Linked DNA regions of Mus musculus: region 2 is linked to region 1. A link is a contact called in public Hi-C data. All regions are on one chromosome and are shown on one strand. The core of a region is the stretch at or near the end of the contact, and the rest is flanking DNA. Distances in the headings are between cores, read along the strand shown.

Region 1 (6,560 bases), core at 1,052-3,551:
ATTAATAAGAAAATATTTTCATAATGTACAAGATTTTTAATAAGTGATTGTCAAGAAATGACCACCTTAAGTTACATCTATAGAGAAAATGCAATACTTGGCAGCATTGCAAGAAACTTTAAGGAAGACATGGACTGTGGTCAGCTTCTGAGTGTGGTATATTTTTCTAAGGTGTAAAAAGCAAACATTGATGGTGTTTATATTAAGTGTCTAATTATGGTTCATGTGGATCCAGATACATTTTGCCAGACATTGTTTTATAAAGAAACCTGAACCATGCCACTAGGAGATTGTTTGGTTTAAATTCACATATTATGATTCTTATGAAATATCTTGTATTCTGAGTAGTTGAGAAGGAAGGTCCTGAAATTGACTTAATGGACCAATTTTGTGAAATATTGGGATTTATTTCTAGCTATACACTATTATTTTTAAATATAATTCTAATTTATAATACTCTTCATCTATTACTTGGGATCTTTATATAATACTTGGGACACCATATCTTTTTTGTTGTTTCTTTGTTTGTTTGTTTTTTGTTTTTTGAGACAGGGTTTCTCTGTATAGCCCTGGCTGTCCTGGAACTCACTATGTAGACCAGGCTGGCCTGGAACTTAGAAATCCACCTGCCTCTGCCTCCCGAGTGCTGCGATTAAAGGCATGTGCCACCACGCCCGGCAGGATACCATATTTTATTACACTTGGTTGGTAATTAATTTTAAAGAATTAAAAATGATTTACTTGGAGGAAATGACATTTTTTGTTATTTGAGTTCTTAGTATATTTTTCATTAATTCAAGTTATATACTAATTCAAAATATATGTTTGGAAATATCATCATTTGTCCTTTCTCTCCAACTTGTAAACATGAGATCTTTCTTAGAGTTCAAGTCTAGAATCCAGTATTAAAGGGTAGCAGTCCCATCCTTTCTATTCTTGCCAAGCTTATAGAATGTTCTCTCCATTCCCCCCTACCTTACCTACATCTCCTGTTGTTATCCACTTAACCTGAGTCCAGTCCTGCCATGATCTTAGTCCATTCTTGCTCCAAGCTTTCAACTTTCTGTGACTTTTCATTGGATTTCTTGAGGCAGAAAATTTGTATTGCTCAACCCTATCTGAATTGTGTAGATTTCCCTCTACATCTTGACCCCTTTCTTTATGAAAGCAAGAACCTTCTTCCTCTGCTGTCACAATGAAACCCAAACAAGGGTTAAATCCTGACCCTGCTTAGAGTTGAAAACTTTTCTCACTCTGAGAGAGCCTTGAAGGTACAAGAAAAAAAATCTGATAGACCATCTCTTTCCCCAGTCATGTGCAGGGATAGATTGAAGCTAAACATGGCTCAGATCAATGGAAAGTTCAGACTACTGAAAGCTACTCTTAGACTCTGAGAAACTGGGGAACTTGCTGTTAGGTGGAAAATCTATGTATTTAAAAAGACTATTGTTGAGAAAAAATATAATGATACTCAAGCACTCTGCTGTAACCTTCAGTTAGGGTAAGGTTATGAAAGTACTTCAATTGTGATGAGTTACTTCCTGTAGCAGTGGAAATTTATGAGCAGAAACGTGGCTTAGCCTGCCTTATTTTTTTATAGAAATATAGATGTGGTGCTTAAATACTTGTATATTTGTATACAAATTGTGTCACTGTATTCTTGTTTAGTTGCCTATATTTCAGAATCTAGTTAAATATGGATATTGATTTGAAATCAAAATTTTATTTACAACATTTAAAGTGACCTACAACTCAACTGCTAAGATTTCCCAAAATGTTCTTCCACATATTGTTATAAAAATAAAAATATGTCCAAGTTGTCATGGTTCACATGTACACAGTAATGCTTAATACTGAAATCTGTGACTAGAAATAGTATCTTAAACTACTGGATGTTTAATCCTCTGTCCTTTTTCGTTTGATTTTTTTAGATAAATTTTATACCTGATATAATGAGGTTGTAATATAATTGTTCATAAAATATTTACCTTTCCAGGAAAGTACCTAACTCTTTTTAAAAAATATCATCTGAAACAGTGTTAAACTATGCATTCTTTTTCTTGAAAGAGAAAAGAAAAGAAAATACCCAATTTCCAAAGTATTGGCTGCTGCCCCTAGGAAAGGGTCTGTAGCAGCAGGGTTTCTGAGTCCTTTGCTGCAATCTAAAATACAGCAGATTGGGCCCAGATTCCCACTTAAATGTCTTGGGTTAGAAAACTCGGGAGGTGAATCTTCCGTGAGGACACAGTATCCTAAACTCTGCTGCTTCACTGGCAGGAGATGGAGCCTGGCAGCGGAACGGGAGCCTGGGAGAAAATGGGTTTGAAAAATGTCTTGAACACGGCCGGGCATATATTATGAACAAAGATTAAGTACCACATACTTGCAATCTTCTCTTTCCAAAGAATGTGATATGAAACTTCTGATCTTAAAATAAAAGAAAAAAAAGTCTGCTTTAAATTTTTGTTTTTTAAAATTTTTTTCACTCCTTAACCGATACACGTTCAAATAATGCTGCCGCTCTGCTCGCAACACAGCCTGCTCATTTTCTGAGCTGGCAAACTGTAGCCTTGGCTCAGGGCTCCCTATCTTTGACCAGCCCCCACAGAGCCCAGAATCTTGCAAAATAATCTCTGACTAACTAATTACCAAGGAAATACCATTTTGAGTTTTTGTACCAATCAGGCAACAATCTGGTAGTGACTCTTCAGGCTTTGACATATAGAAACACTTAGCTGTGATTGCCTATGATGTCATGCGGGTGAGTGCGGCTGGGTTGTGCTCATCAGCCTGTTTACTTCAGGAGCTGATAAAGAAGAAAATCACTTCACTCTGTGATGATGAGTTTCCCTGTTTGACCTTTCCCAGCACCTGCAGGGAACGGATCATGCAGTGATCACACATGCCCCTTCACATGTGTACTGTCCCCCTAACACAGGCAGACCACGGCGTGTGAACCAAGTATTTAAAGACAAATGTAGCTACTGAGAAGTGTATATTTAAACCATAACACCTGTTTATTTTTCTAGCCTAAGATATCCGTGATTTTACAGCAATGGAGTTGCTTCAGCTTTTTCCAACTGAACTTAACCTTTCTGGATTTATTCTTAACACTGAGGCAACGATCTAAATTTTAGAAAAATTAGATCCAAATAACTGATGGCATTGTTTACCTTATCCTGGGGGAAAGAACCTAACGAAAAGCAAGAAGGGCTATTTTTATTAGGAGATTTATTTTTGTAATAAATCCATCAAATAGATTTATCTTACAGAGCACATCTACTGAAAAATTTCTCTTATTAAGTGTAGAAAACCTGCACCTCATCAAATCACTTCTGCCAGTTTCCCATACATACAGTAAATGATTTCAAAATTAACTGACTAGAACTCTTTGTTAAAATTTGTCATTTATCTATTAAAATTCTGTAACTTTTGTCAGACAATGTACTTAGCTCTGTAATAAGAGTCCCTGAAGATATGTGTGTGATTTGTCAAAAGAGAGACAAAAAGTGTAGAAAACTCTAAAATGTCAGTAATCAGGAGATTTAACAGACTTCAGTAAATTTACATAGAATGAATAGAAATCTTTGATATTAATAAACTTAGCTGGGGGATGGGGGGACAAAGAATGGTAATTTGAATATAATTTCCACTGTCACTTATTCCAAAATTAAAAATTATTATGGATAAATGTGCAAAAGATTTTTAATAACGTAAATGTAACTGTTGATCACTACCTCAGAACTTAAAACTGTGACTTGTTTTCTTAAGGAGACCAGTTAAGATTATGATTCTTTTGTATTTCTGTTCACATAAGGACTAATGTAAACTTAGTTATAGAGTACACGAGTGTCAGACAAAAGTGTGTTTCCCCCTTTTAGTGGCCTCTAGCAGAACAGGGGTGGGTTATCCCATAGACAGATGAACACTTCCTGACATCAGAGGCTGATCAATAACTAGATCATGTATAATTGCAACAACCTCAACAAAACAGAGTCCTAGAGTAATATGGATATGCAGTTTACTTTTACAAAAGGCAGGTGCCATAAGATTAATCCAACTGGAGAATCTTCTGGAGAAGATAAGTTAACTACGTTGTAAAGGTCAGATTGATGGACATATTAAGCAACACTATGAACATCAATAGGCAAGATTGGGCCAATTGTGAAGGAAGGGGCCAATAGTTTGGCTTTGCTGAATCAAACAAAACAAAACAAAACAAACAGACAAACAAAAACAAACAAACAAAAAAAACATGTTGTGTTTGTTTCCTAAAATTTGCATAGTAAATGTCACCATGTATTTTCTGTAGGCTACAAGTTTAAGGTCACAGAGAAGTTTTTTGTTGTTTGCTGAGGCCTCTTTCAAAGACTTTCTGATGGCTAACTCCTCATGGTGCCCTCATGTAGGCTCTGCCTGTGCACAAACGTCCAAGTATTTCTAACTTTCCTTATGTAAGGACATTAGTCTGATTACATCCAAGCTCCCTTCGATGGAATTACTTTAACTTGATCACAGTCAGAGTTCCTAGACAGAGAGTTAACATACAAGTTGAGAGGAAAGCAGTTCAGCCGAAGCATTGTATTAGTGATCAGAGGTGAGATTCCTGGCTTTTACAGTGCAGGGTCAAGAACACTCTACCTATACATGCCAGGGAAAGGGAGACACACTCCAAATTACTATGACCTTTACATGACTGGATCTTTTTCTTCCACTACTTGGAGGAGAGTACTGTAGATATTAAAAAGAGACGGAAGCTGTCTTTACATCTTTGTAGCTTTTATTGGAAGACCGCTTCTCTCTAACTACCAAGTCTCTGATTTTCCACATCTTTCTTTTCCTGTTGTCTTCTTCTCAAGATGCTTTGCCTTTTTGTTCCTAAGCAGACTGTGAAGCTACAATAGTGCTATGGAGGGCTCTAGAAGATGGCCTTTGCATTGCACCAATATCACATGAGAAAAACACATTAGTTAATTAACAGGGTATGTTACTATTTTCCTAGAAACTGAATGTTTGATTGAGAGTATTTCAGAACAGAAAAAAGAAAAGAATAAATAGTATCTACATGACATTTTAGCATTCAAAACTTTAATAGTATCAATGCCTTTATAAGCCGTATATAGGACTCAAATTGCCCAATATGAAGGCTTGCAATTATAAGACTGATTTGTTGTTTGGAAAATCGTGAATAGGTGGATGTTAGAGATAACAACAAAAGCTGCATATAATTTACTTAATGGTCCCACATGAACTCTGTCTTATAGAAAATAGTGTCTCCATTTTGAAGATAAAGAAAATGAGACACAGAGAAGTTAATTGACTATGCAAGATATGAAATGTTAGAGCTAATAACTATAGCCGGTCTGGCTCCAGACTCTCAGAGTGTACCCAGTATTTCCTACATCTGTAAGAAGACTTCCGTTCCAGTGACCAGGATTTATGACAAACAGCCAGTGTGAATTTATAAAAAGGTCTGCCCTACCATTAACAAGGAAGAGATGCTTTGTTGTTGCTGCTGCTGTTTTGTTTTGAGAAAGGAACACATTCTTGCTGAAGGGCTGGGACCATATGGTAAGGAAATACATGTCTTGGTACTGAAGGCTTCCTGTTTGCGGCTGTTTATGAGTGCACTCCTTGGAAATTTGCCAGAGCCTCTTACGTATCATTTTATTTGTCCTAATATACTGTGAGTTCTTATAAAGCAACAAACACACAAAATATGTCTGCCCAGATATTTTAAGTACAGGATTTTAGAATTGTAACTGTCATTTTCATAATAGATTCAAATGATTTTTAAATGAAATTTCTGTCTCCCCATGCTTATGCAACTCACCAAAGCATTTTTGTATGTGTCCTTAAAAATGTTAACTGTTTGAAAATGTTCATGTTGTTGCTCCACTAGCTAAGACAGCGTATGTGCATATGTGATTGTGTGTGTGTGTGTGTGTGTGTGTGTGTGTGTTGTGTGTGTGGCACAAATATTGACCTTCTCTGCTTAGAAACACTAAAAGATGAATAAAAGTAACCATTAAGAAGAAAAACCCAACAAATCAGTTAATTAATTTTACTTTTCTTCTTGTGTTGGACTAAGTATGGAGAATAATCTAGAAACTTCATTTGCCCCTTTTGGAAGGCTTCGTTAGCATAATTCCATTCTAATTCTTAGCTTCACATCAATTAGGTCAAAAACTTGAGACAAATGTCAGACTCTAGAGAAGAGTGTCTCTTTTGGTTCTCAACATGGAAGAACATGACTGCCAACTCCAGTTCGCCATTTCTGCAGTGGTGTCAGACTCTACTCTTCCAGGAGGAGGAGTACAGGATCAAGAGCTGATATGGGGTTAATTCTTGTTACACACTGAGAGTGTCTGTGGAAAGCCCCTGAGAACCACAGCATAATGGTGCTTAATGAAACTGGTGGGATGAGGAATTACTGGACAATGGGTAATGCAAACTCAGTGGCCCCTTCGTACATACCTCCCGTATCTACAATCACACAGCTTAAAGATCCAAAACACAATTTCTGTTTTTAAATAGTGTTTCCAAATATATTTCCAAAT
Region 2 (6,560 bases), core at 1,106-3,605, 1.2 Mb before region 1:
TAAGACATGTGAATGTACCAGGTGCTGCCCCCATAGAACTCTCCTGAGAGCTTTTGTGTCACCCTCAGCAGCTCACCTCAAAGTGGCATCTGTGTCGTGACATTTAGACTCTGCCACTTTGCCATAGTACCTGGCTTTTTATGTGGGTGTAGGAATCTGAACTCAGGCCCTCATGCTTTCATAGAAAGCACCTGATCAGCTGAGTCTTGTCTGTAGTCTCTGATGTCTGTAGTCTTGATGTCTGTAGTCTTGTCTGTAGTCTCTGATCAGCTGAGTCTTGTCTGTAGTTTCTCTATGTGCATTTTAAGAGGTTAGTAAGGCTTAGTTTTTAGAAAGTATGAATGAGAATTCAGAGGGCAAGAAATGCTCTGTGCAAAATATTCCTTTACAAGAAATGCCAGAAAGATGGAGTGGACTAAAACATGGGACATGTCAGAGAACAAGTAGGAGAGCTCAGATGGAGTTGGAGTAGGGTCTAGTATAGAATCTATAAGCACACACACGTAGAAATGATATAAACAAGATAGAGAGAATCAATAGATGTGCTTGTGGGTTTTTATAGGTGAGTTGCATAAGAGCAAAGTGTCTGAAAGACTAGCCATGTTTCTTTTTTTTTTTTTATATATGAATGGGTATAAGAGTTGAATTAGAAGCCAAAGGAACTTTACAATCCTGGTATAAAGCAATCAGGACTTAAACATATTTTCTACTGGCTGAATATGTAGAAAAAGATTGGAGGAGGGTTATATACATATAAACCTAATGAGTCCATGTAGCTCAGCATCATTGAAATCTCAGTGTCCTGGTGCTTCTGATAGCCATGGACAGATCTGGCATGGGCGAAGTTCAGAGGTGAGAATCACGAACACAGGGTTTGTTACCCTAACATATATGGCTACAACCAACAACCATTTTGCTGAATGTGTCATGGGGTTGGAAAATGGTTAGAAAAACACTGGAGACATGGATGATTTGGCTTTGTTGTTGAAGAAGGGGTAACCTGTGAACCACTCATGCCATTGCTGTCAAAATCACCACCATCACAAAGCCTGGATAGTCCAAAGGATGGGTAGGTAAAAGTATTTATAAAGTTAAACATATAAAAATCAAATGCAGATGAAGTTCATGTTAAAAAAGCAAAACACGAAGGATGGAAAACAATGGAGCATTTGACAAATAGAAACAAACAAGTGGTAAGAAATTCAGTTAAGAGCCATGGCGAAGTGATGATTTCCAGGAGGGTAAAGAGGATTTACCAGAGTGAAGTTCCTTACAGGCTAAGTGGTGAATGACTGGAGACACGGACTGCCAGAACGGTTGGATCTTAGAGAACTTCTAGTGTCAGAGCCTTCAGAAGTCAGGCAAAGAAGCACTACCCAGCCCTGGCACACAGTTCCTGGGCTCTAGTAGAAAGACTGGCTCTAATCTGCACATTTAGACAATAGCATATGGGCTTGGTGAATTTACTGCATTGGGATAAAACAGGGAAAAAGAAATTTACTGGAAGGAGGGGTGTCGAAAGGTTTAAGTGAAGTACTAATATTCTTACAATAGGAGTCATACATATAGGTAAAGAAAGAGAATCAATACGGTGAAAGGGTCAGTGGGTCCAGGGTTTTAGAAGGTCTGAAGAGAAAAGGGATAGTGTAGGCTAAGAGACAGGAGGTGGTGATCCACAGACACACTGAAAGGCTATTTTCTTTTCCTTTATCCACCCACTAACCAGTGCCTAATATAGCACTTTTAAAAATACTGTTTGTGTAAGTGCAACATGCTAATTTATTAATTGAGGAGAAGAATGGTGTTTCGGGGACTCGGGCAGCAATAAGGGGAGGAACACAGAGGCAGACCTAGGGTCTAACCGGTGATACAAACCCTGGGCGCTGAAAGGAATTCAGAAGCTTCACTTTTGGACGCTGCAAAGAAGATGGCTGCTGTTTTAGTCAATTTTAAAGATAATGATTTTTTTTTAAAGCTGTCTGACTCCTTTATACCTTCTATCCAAATTGAAGTAATAGGCCAGACATTCAGATCAAACTGTCCCTCCAGGAGAAAGAGACTTGCCAAGGAAACCTTGGCCAGATGGGAGCTGTAGAAAGAGGCTCAGAACTGAGAGCGGGTTTGCTTGCCCAGTCAGTTTGGATTTAAACCAGGTGCCCCCAGGCTAGAAGGCCGGAGTTTTGCCAGCGAAGAGCAGGGATGTAAGCGGCTATTGTGTGAAAACAAGCTAGGTTGCGTGGTTGCGGGGAATATGGTCCAAGGATCATACGTGCATCTGTTTGCTAATGCTCTTGAGTAGCTATTCCATACGATGTGCGCCTTTGTTTCCTGGTTTCCCGAGGCGTGAACACGGCCACATCTTCACCAAAGCACTAGGTGGCAGCACAGGACATCTATTCAACTGTCTCTCGCCACAGGCTGCTGGAATTTTGACAGATACAAAACGGTACCTGTGGTTTTGTGTATAAAACTGGTATAACTGTTTGTACATTTAAAAACCGTAACAATAAATTAAACATAAGGGAAAGGGTTTGCTAATAAATACAGTGTTAGACTGCATTTTTGTATACCAGGTGACAAGCTTGGGCATTCAAACCTGATTTGCGTAGGGGATGGGCAGGATGGGAAACAGGTTGAAGGAACTGCAAAATGTACATGCTGGGTGGCTGCAGCTCCCTTCAGGGCTGTTGTTGATCTGTCCATATGTCTGTGTGCACTACACAGAGGTGAAAACTTAGGGAAGTGAGGGGAATGGGATGTCTGGACGTCTGGATGCAGTGATTCTAGGAAGAACACACTCTGTGATTCCAAGCTCATGTTTTGTGGAAGGTGAAAGTGTGAGCATATTATGTTTGTTTTACTTAAAGAGATGCACGTCGTACTCTTTCACATTCTTACCTGGTATTTAGAATATTTGGAAAGTAGGCTCCTTAAGCTTACGTACATCCTAGTAGATAGGGCTAGACTCAATGCATGCTGCCGTATTTGTCTGTAGGTTGGCTATACATTATTTTGATCAGAACAAGCTGCTGCTTGAGACACTAAGCTTGATCCAGCAAGGGTGGACCATTTGATATGCTACCAAGACAGAAAGCTCAAACATTTCAAAAAGCCATGTACCATCTGTAACTGAGCAACTCAAAGTCAAAAGCCTATTATAATGGTAATGGTCAAGGCAAAATATTTTTATTCATTCTCCTATTCAATAAATGTTTGTCTTTTATTATTTGCCAATCACATAATACTGAAAAATGAAAAAGATAAAAATGGAAAACAAAATGAATACTCAAATACCACGCAACATCTCCTCTACTACAAAGACAATAATGAGAGTTCCAAGCCGTCACTCTGGTGTCATAGAGTCCACAGACATTTCTACTACTTAGTTCTCACGCTAATTCTATGCTTTGGCTTTTTTTCTACAGGCTAAGAACTGAAGTTGACAAATAATTGGTAATGTGCTTACGGTTGTTATGAGCATGCCAAGGGGATGTGAGCTTTAAATTCTTCCCATGATGCTATGCAACTGCACATTTCTGAACAAGGGGGTGACTCTGAGTGTAACTGTGCTCGCTGTCAACCTGGATGACGGGAACTCAATCCCTGGAACTCATATGGTCAAAGACCTGAACCTGGTTTCTGACTACCACACATGTATGGCCGTACAGACCCCCCTCCATAAATAAACTAATGCAGTAAAGAAAATGCTCTATATTGTATTCTGTTCTTGACTTGTATCTGACGACATGTAAGTCTCAAAAATCTAGGTTAAAAACATTTGAATTCAAGCTCTGTGTGATTATTTAGTAAATAAAGTTTAGAAATCTAGCACTCCACTAACTTTGGAATAAGAAAGTGCTAAGAAAGGAAAAAAAAATCTTCCTTGGTTTGTTTTTGCTTAATTGCTTGTTTACAAATAAAACAACTGGTCTTTTTAAACAGCATTCTTTTTTTTTTTTTTTTCTAAATGTGGATTACAATTTTTTTTCTGGTGAAGGAAAGTATCTTGTTTATTGACTTTACATAAATAACTCTCAGGTCTTTTGTTTGCTTTCCTGCTTTCTCATAAGCCTCACCATCTTGCAGACATCTTTCTTATTTGTTGAATGAAGACAGCATTCTTCCTGATCTATTGGCTTCATTTGGTCCACTTTTTAGTCATTCCCTAGGACTTTAAGTTTTCAAATCAGAACTTTCCTCAAGTCACGTTGCACAAGGTTGTCCCCACTTTGCCCTCAAGTGTCAGTAGCCTCCTCTGTCCATGGAAGCAAGGTTCCCAACAGAGCATCACACCTGGAAGTGGGTGCTTCTCGTTTTCTCACATCAGGTTGCTAACTCTCTAAGTTCTGTGTGCCTTCTGCAGTGGCAGATTCTAGATCAAGCTCACCTATAGATACCGGGGCATGGGTTGTGGAGCAGAGATGTAATATACTGATCATTCAAAGACAATAAAGAGATTGTGTTGCCTTGTTTTCAGAGGGTTGCCCATTCTAGCGACATGGTCACAAAGGGCCAGTTATAGACAACCACCATCCGAACTGAATCATAGTGCTACAGGAGAAAATGTCAGGGGTAGGCTTGGTAGAGTCTAGAAACTGAACACACAGCCTGTGCTGTAAGTCAGATGTGAAGACAAAATTCAACAAGGGGCTGTTTTCCTTTGACTTGATATCCAGTGAGAATAATTTCATACACCCAGTGCTTTTGAAAACAAGTATTCAACAGAGGCTTTGATAGTCTCCTGCTTTCTGTATCTAGAAGCATAGCTCACCCCCACCCTCCCCCAATAAAACCTCATCTCCAGGAAGGTCCTCAGAACTGGTTACCTCCTGGAAGGGACATAAAAAATGAATAGCAAAGAGTAATTCATTGGGTTGCCTAATTTTGACCCAGTTTTGTACTACTACTCCAACAGATCATTACAGAGAGTAAACAGGAAGGCTCATCACTTAGGAGTAGGAAACTATAAAAGTGTTATTTTTCAATTACTAACACAAGTGCTAGCCTACTAAAATTGGATTTTTTTTTCTAAAAGGAGAAAATAATCTAATTATGTTTTGAGAAAAAAAATTAAACGTTAAATTTCCATTCCTATATTAGCATTATATACCCAGAGGAATGATTCAAATTTTAAGTCTTTACCTGAGCCTTAAGAATATAGAAATGCCTCCATGATTATTAAGGGAAGTATCTGATCCTGAGAGATGAGAGAGCCAGGTACAGGTCTGAGCTCCCTGCTGGAACACCAAAGTTCACAGCCTACCTAGAAAAGGCAGTGACTAGGTCATTTCTTTCTAGCTTCCAAAAGTCCTCCTTTAATATTAAGGACCACTTAAGTCTCAAATTGCAAGAGGTAACAGAAGCGCCTCTGCAAATAAGCTCTTGGGGGTTCGCGCGCGCGCGCGCGCGCGCGCGCACACACACACACACACACACACACACACACACACACACGCAGAGGTACACACGTAGCTGCCCTCAGGAGAGGGAAGCAAGTCTCTCAAAGAATCCCTGAGATCCAGCCTGACTGGGCCGATTAATTAGACTGTGCCGCAGTGCACACTTCCTTCAGTGTCTGTTTTTATAAATGAAGGGAGAAAAAAATGTTGAGACAAGAAGTCAAAGGATCAGAAGCCCAAAGAAAGCAGGATTACATTGTTATTATTTTCAAAGTTTTTGTGGGGTGATAGAAAGGAAAGGGAAAGTCTCTAAGTCCTGATTCCTGTCTTAATCTTTGTCCTAGCAGGTAGGCTGGAGGCACGGGGTCACTTAGTGTGAATGGTCCGTGGCATCAGTTGCTCTTACCTGCCAGCACAAGTCTTTCTTCACAGATTGAGTCACAGCGGGCCTGCCAGAGACTCAGTGAAACACACCATTTCGTGGGTCCTAGGCCTCTGCTAGAAGACAGAGACAGGGAGTTGGAGTGAGGGTGGGTCTGGCAGGCTGGCGCCTGTGTGCCAGTCTCTTCCGGTCTTTGCTTACCTGTGTTGTATCATTTTGTGTTTGGGCTCCTCGACAATGTTTTTGCATACCTCACATCTACAGAATTAATAGTCCTTTGAATCCTACCATGAAGAGCATATTTAAAGCATAAGATCTGTCTTAGTTAGCTCAGCCTGACTCCCTCAATTGCCCAAGAACCAGGTCTGTGTTTGACACCCTCTGAAGCTCTGTTCTAGGGAGAGAAGGAAAATCAAAAGACTGAGTGAGCCTGTGGTATGAGGTGGGGGTGCTGTCAGGAAAGACAGTAGAAAGTTTGAGTGTAGTGTCTCAGTACATATACATGTATGTGTGGATAGAAACTCTTATATTTCATAGTTTGAGTCAACAGGAGTAATACCATTGTATAGATATAGGCAAGTCATTAATTTGTACTATTGGCATTCTTAAGTGCCTGCAGCTGGTCCAAAGGAGAGCTGGAAAGATGTGTCTTGAGTTAATTTGCTCTTTTGTCTAATTCTCTCTGACAACTCAAATGTGGATAGAAGATTATGGGGTACATATTAGACACTGTGTGACCCTAGAAGAGGTTCAGGTTTTACAGACTAGGATTTTGGCTT

The links. Hi-C and Micro-C count contacts between places; a contact is called where the count stands out from the background.
Region 2: a Hi-C map of cortical neurons shows a contact between it and region 1, with 4 times the contacts expected there. The contact joins two enhancer-like sites. A contact is called at or near these places in 5 of 484 Hi-C or Micro-C datasets (cerebral cortex, cortical neurons, embryonic fibroblasts and 1 more).

The regions. Positions count from the first base shown.
Region 1 is chr12:49,736,257-49,742,816 of GRCm38.p6, reverse strand. No RefSeq gene overlaps it. Among named protein-coding and RNA genes, the nearest start is that of Gm25015, 160 kb to the right of the region's middle. Within about 2 kb of position 2,301, at least 20 of the 459 cell types and tissues checked have an H3K27ac peak or open chromatin away from gene starts, as enhancers often do. A contact at or near this core is called in cortical neurons, where this site is marked.
Region 2 is chr12:50,939,631-50,946,190 of GRCm38.p6, reverse strand. No RefSeq gene overlaps it. Among named protein-coding and RNA genes, the nearest start is that of Gm34581, 38 kb to the left of the region's middle. Within about 2 kb of position 2,355, at least 42 of the 459 cell types and tissues checked have an H3K27ac peak or open chromatin away from gene starts, as enhancers often do. A contact at or near this core is called in cortical neurons, where this site is marked.